Regions from separate parts of the Sus scrofa genome. Here region 1 is linked to region 2. Evidence: chromatin contacts called from public Hi-C data. All regions are on one chromosome and are shown on one strand. Each heading gives the region's core, a stretch centred on a gene start, on an enhancer-like site or on the middle of the called end of the contact. The rest is flanking DNA. Distances are from core to core; before and after follow the strand shown.

Region 1 (2,700 bases), core at 67-2,566, 180 kb after region 2:
ACGAAGCAGAATTTACTTCTGCACATATTAAAACACTCATCAAGGAATTCTGCCAAAACATCTTTAGCGGCACAAAGACCCAGTCCACACTTGAAAATTACTGCTCCTTTTTATTTTTTAAAAATATTTCCTAGATCAAGTTCTTAGACAGGATTCCCATCCCCATTCTGCCAGAGCAAAACCTAGGGTTAGGTGGAGGGAGACTGGAGGTTCCTGATTCCCATTATGCACAGGTGAAATCTGGAGGCCACATGGTAGAGTGGTCTGCAAGCTGAGGTGTACAGGAAGATCCATATAATGTGCATAAAATGTGTAAGCATACACATATGAGTATATATAAAGTATAACTATCTGCAAATCTAGACTAATTTAAATATGTGTTATTTAAATATATGTAAATGTATACTCATTCAAATACATACACAGATAGGTGGGTACCAAAGTTTTCTTCACTGAAAAGAACTCATGCTTAGGGGTGCTTGGAGGCCACTAGTTTAGAGAATGGACCTTAGAGTCTTGCCAAAAAAAAAAAAAAAAAAAAAAAAAAAAATGCAAAGTGCTTAGTAGTTCTTCCTGCTGCAAGGAGAGCTTTGTGAGGACAGAACTCGTATCTGACCTGTGCTTAATGTATCCCCCTGGGCCTGGCACGAGGCCTATACAAAGTAGGTCAAATATTTGTCAAATAGATGAGGGATCGAAAGGTACATGCCATTGCTTCCGTGTTAACCGTCACCGCACATCCATCTGTGCTGCCCCAGCTGCAACACGAGCGTGCACAGAGATGAACATGGCATTCTGATTGAGATAACCTTTCAGTCACTCCCTGTTTAAAAATAGGTAAATCCTTCACACTCTTAACTCACTTATTTTTAGCAACAAATGACTTGCAGACACCTCACCACTAATGGTGATTCATCAATATGCCATGACTTATCACCAAACTTATTACACCCTATCATCTAATCCGACTGGATTCCTGCATGGGGCATGTTTATACAAATCACCACATAAACAGTGCTTTTTTTAAAAAATAAAACCCAAAAGGGACAAATGAAAGAAAAATCAATGTAAATTATCAGAGCAGAAGAGATTTAGGTTAAATTTAGGGAGACTTTCTTGTTGCCATTTAAGAAATCAATTGTTTCCTTGTCTGGGCCTTCTGATTTTCTTCCTGAGTATGTGTCTAGTGATTTTTGTATGGAAGTTTTTCTTCAAAATTCTATCATAACATTAGTTTTTCCTCCTCCCCTACTGGCAAGCAACTTCTCGCTGGTAAAATTCCAGGGTGAGAATGTCCTTATCAATTCTGCCAAACAGTTCTGATTCCAAATTCCATTGCCACGTTTCCCATGAACTACTCTTGGGCGACTTTAAGCCACCCTGGGAGCAGCAGGGTTTTCTTTCCCTTGGACCCCTTCATCCTTCCAAACCAAGTCCTCATTTTTCTAGTTATCTCCTGAACCTTGCACACTTGTCAAACTTAGATTACAGATGAGGCCAGTGGGCTGTAGGTAGGGCCAAAGAACTAGCAGATCCCAGCATACAGCTGGTGTTTAATTAAATAATAGTCAAGTACAGAGAAGCTTTGAAAAAAAAAAGTATATGTGGACAACTTCCCATTGGCTTGGGAGGATGTGAATTAGCTGAGGTCTTTCTTAATCTTCATGTCACGAAGCCCTTATCTCAGAACACTGACAGCCCAGGAAGGTCAAAGTCAATATGAGCTGTTACAACAGAGGCTTTTTTACTTTTTATATCGCAACCACTACTGTTCTCAGGGAAGATGAAGTCATGAGAAAGGGCTGTCCTTGGTACTCCTGACCAACACTGGACACTGTCTGCTCTCTAGTTCTCAGAGACTTTTACCTTCATCAAGAGATTGTGTTATTGGTGCTCCCCAAAAGTGAAGGGGTTGACAGATGGCAAAGGGGTGGGCTTTCTGTATCTGGAGGTCCCAGTTGCTTTGTTACTCTGCATAGATTCTGGGCTGTCATAGAATGATAGGGCAAACTCAGGGCTGAGTCAGAATTCCAGGGCTCTGGGAATTCCATTCTGTCCCCCTAAATGTTCAGGCAAGACAATCTGAAACTCTCTTCTCTGAAAAATAAGAGTAATGGTTCCTCTCCCTCCATTTTTTTTTTTTTTGGCAGATTAAATGATGTTTCTGGCACTCACTCAGTGTTTTTGAAGTTATCTATGAGATATCTGGGGGACTTGGATTCTTTTTTTTTTTAGGGCCACACCTGTGGCATATGGAGTTTCCCAGGCTAGGGGTAGAATTGAAGCTGCAGCTGCTGGCTTATGCCATAGCCCCAAAACCCTGGATCCGAGCCACATCTGTGATCTATGCCGCAGCTTTTGGCAATACTGGATCCTTAACCCATTGAGCAAGGCCAGGGATTGAACCCACATCCTCATGGATACTAGTTGGGTTCTTAACCTGTTGAGCCATAACGGGAATCTGACTTAGTTCTTTAGGGCTAGTCCTGAGTCTTTTTTTTTTTTTTTTTTTTGCTTCGACCCATTGTATTTACACTTGGACTTCATATATCTTTTCTTTGTGACTTGTGCATCCTCCTCTTTATAGAACTGAGGAATTCTTATTCTTCCCATGTCTTTACAGTCTATTTAGCAAAACCACAAGCATATTTTATTCCTCAAGACATTTCTCCTGTATTTAGTCCCCCTTAAAAACATAAG
Region 2 (2,852 bases), core at 29-2,528:
GGGAGTGCCGTGAGGTGCACTGTGCCTCAGGTATCTTGGAAGTGCTTTTCCTTCATCAGGATCAAGGAGGTCACAGAGTTGGGGGGTGGGGATGGTGGGGCGGTTCGGGCAGGGATAGCTTTTTTTTTTTTTTTTGCCTTTTGTCTTTCCTAGGGCCGCACCCATGGCACATGGAGGTTCCCAGGCTAGGGGTCGAATTGGAGCTACAGCTGCCAGCCTACGCCATAGGCACAGCAATGAGGGATCTGAGCTGCATCTTTGACCTACACCACAGCTCGCGGCAATGCCGGATCCTTAACCCCCTGAGTGAGGCCAGGGATTGAACCTGCATCCTCATGGATCCTAGCCGGGTTCGTTAACCACTGAGCCATGATGGGAACTCCTCCTGGGATAGCTCTGTTTAGGAGGCAGGCAGGACTTTTTTGGTTCTGTTTCTTGCAGAGGTCTGTCTTCTCCACCATAGTCTGTGGAGGACAGGCTTGCCTTGTTCTCTTGACTTTGTCATGTGTAGCATTCCCAGGACAGCCGATCCTAGCCTTCTGGGAAGGGGTATTCCCAGATAGGTGTGGACAGCAAGTGTGCCTTGGTGGTTAAGACCCAGGGGCTTGGGTCCACCTCCTGGACACGCATTGGCTTGCTGTGTAACTTTGTGTCAGTTTTTTGACCTCTTTAAGTCTCTCTTTACTCATGAATAGAAGGGGCACTATAAATAGTCCCCCTCCTGTGGAGTTCTAGCAGGGTGTGTGGTACATGTACACTCAGACTCCGAAACTAGAATAATGTCATGGCGTGTGAGTAGGGAAAGGAAGGGCTTATCCCCAGCCGCAGTCTCCGTTTAGGGATTTGTTTCATCCAGTGCTCTTCCCTCTGCAAAAATAGGATGTGCATGCTTTTGTTTTTCTTTGCCAGCATGCCCAAACCCTGTTCTGTGTAGCCAGCTTGACTTTTCTCCTTCATTCTGAGCTAGTACAAGCCACTTCTGTGATGTTAGCCCCAGTAGCGGCACTTCTGGCTTAGCAACCTCCTATTCTTTCAGCGTGGAAACAGCACACACACCCCCCCCCGCCGCCCCCAGCCCCCAGCTCTTGTGCAAGCCCCAGCACCCCTGGCTGCCCGCCTGTGTGACCGTGTGCTCCAGGCACGTGGCTGTGCCCTGTGGAGCTCGCCCAGCGCTGGGTGGCGTGCTGGCTGCCTGCCACCCTCCCGCCCCCACTCTTGCCTCCCTTCCCAGGCGAGCTCTAGCAAGCGCCAGCGAGAAATTGTAATCCTGACCCTGGCATGATGAGAAAGCCCAGCTTCGGAGGGCAGTTGATATGCCAGGGAAACCTGGCCTGCCTGTGTTCTAGCCAGACCCCAAATGCGGGCCCCTCCCCTCCCTGTCTGCCCAGAGGTGCTGTCTTCTCTGCGCTGCTGCGGTGGGCAGGATTCCTGCAGGCCGGCTGCTGCCAAGGAGCTTGGCAGAGGCTTTTCAGTTCAGCACTGTGTCTACCAGACTAGAAAAATAGCAATATAAAGACAGAACTAGGTAGAGAAGAAGGAAGGGGGTGGGGGAGGTGGGAAGAAAGGAGCCGTGATAACATCCTAATGCAGAGAGCCGGAGGGTGAGAGACAGCAGTGATGGATTAGGTTTCTCAGGAACCTCTGTTCCGACCAGCACTAATCACTTTTACCCAGGAATCATTTTTTATGTCTCAGCAGAGAAAATGGAGGGAAGAGGGAAGGTGGTAGGGGAAGTATTAAGATGGAAAACATATCGGAAAAGAATACATGGGAGATGGATGAGGAGGAACAGGGCCTGCATTTGATTCTCTGATGGGAATGGTTGAGAATTTTGGTCCCGTCTAATATCTTTATTATGATATTTGGTGTTCCCTCAGCAAATGTCCTAATCTGAAACCACTAAACCATTGTTTTGCAATAAACTTAAAAGATCTTCAGACCTAGATGTCTCCTGACTGCCATTCACACGTCCGTCAGAATGAGCTGTCCATCCAGGCAGTGAAGCAGTGTTGTAGGGCATAAGAGCCGAAAGACAAACACAGCTGTGTCTGCCATGCTTGCTCATGATCTTGGGCAGGTCCTTTAAATGATCTGAGCTGTGGATTTCCCATCTGGAACTTGGGAGTAATCACTGGACCTGCCTCCTAGGATTGTTGAAATTCATACGACCTGATGCTTGGAGAATACTTGGCACAGTGTCTGGCACACAGTAAGCACCCAGGATCTGCCGCTGTAAGTGATGTCCTCACTCCCATCTGATCTCATTTTTTATAGGAGGAGCTTGTGTCAGACTCCCGGGCAGCCTCCATGCTTTTCCCTTCCTGGCCAGTTCAGGCCTCTGGAATTGGAAGTTCTTCTCTGTTTCTCTGCCAAGTCTTGCTCACCCTTCTCTTCACCTCTGAGTTTTAAGTAACCTCGAGTGGCTAACTATAATCTTTATTCAATGCTGCTTGCTCATGGATGAGATCAGAAAATTCAAACAAGGGGAGTTCCCTGTTGATCTAGTGGTTAGGACTCAGTGCTTTCACCACTGCAGCTGAGTTCAGTCCCTCGTCTGGGAACTGAGATCCCATATCAAGCACCTGCATGCTACAGCCGAGAGAGGGAGATGAGAGAGAGAGAAAGAAAGAAAGGGAGGGAGGAAGGGAGAGAGAGAGAGAGAGAAAGAAAGGAAACTAAATGCACTTCAAAGAAGTTATGGAATAGAGGATTTCTCCATGCCATATATGGCTAGTAAATCAATTGATGTTACTATTGAATTTTCCTAATAGACAATAATTATACTTTAAGGAAATACAGGACCTTGGAGGTAAAGAAACCATACAGCCATGTTAGGTGCTAGGAGAGGAGAA

Evidence for each region. A called contact is a pair of places that touch in the nucleus more often than the background predicts.
Region 1: a contact with region 2 is called in a Hi-C map of liver, with 5 times the contacts expected there. The contact joins two enhancer-like sites.

The regions. Positions count from the first base shown.
Region 1 is chr12:31,779,430-31,782,129 of Sscrofa11.1, forward strand. No RefSeq gene overlaps it. Among named protein-coding and RNA genes, the nearest start is that of MMD, 57 kb to the left of the region's middle. Within about 2 kb of position 1,317, at least 10 of the 83 cell types and tissues checked have an H3K27ac peak or open chromatin away from gene starts, as enhancers often do. A contact at or near this core is called in liver, where this site is marked.
Region 2 is chr12:31,597,258-31,600,109 of Sscrofa11.1, forward strand. All of the region lies in intron 2 of HLF (hepatic leukemia factor), which reads left to right. It also overlaps the pseudogene LOC100736688. Among named protein-coding and RNA genes, the nearest start is that of HLF, 9.3 kb to the left of the region's middle. Within about 2 kb of position 1,279, at least 31 of the 83 cell types and tissues checked have an H3K27ac peak or open chromatin away from gene starts, as enhancers often do. A contact at or near this core is called in liver, where this site is marked.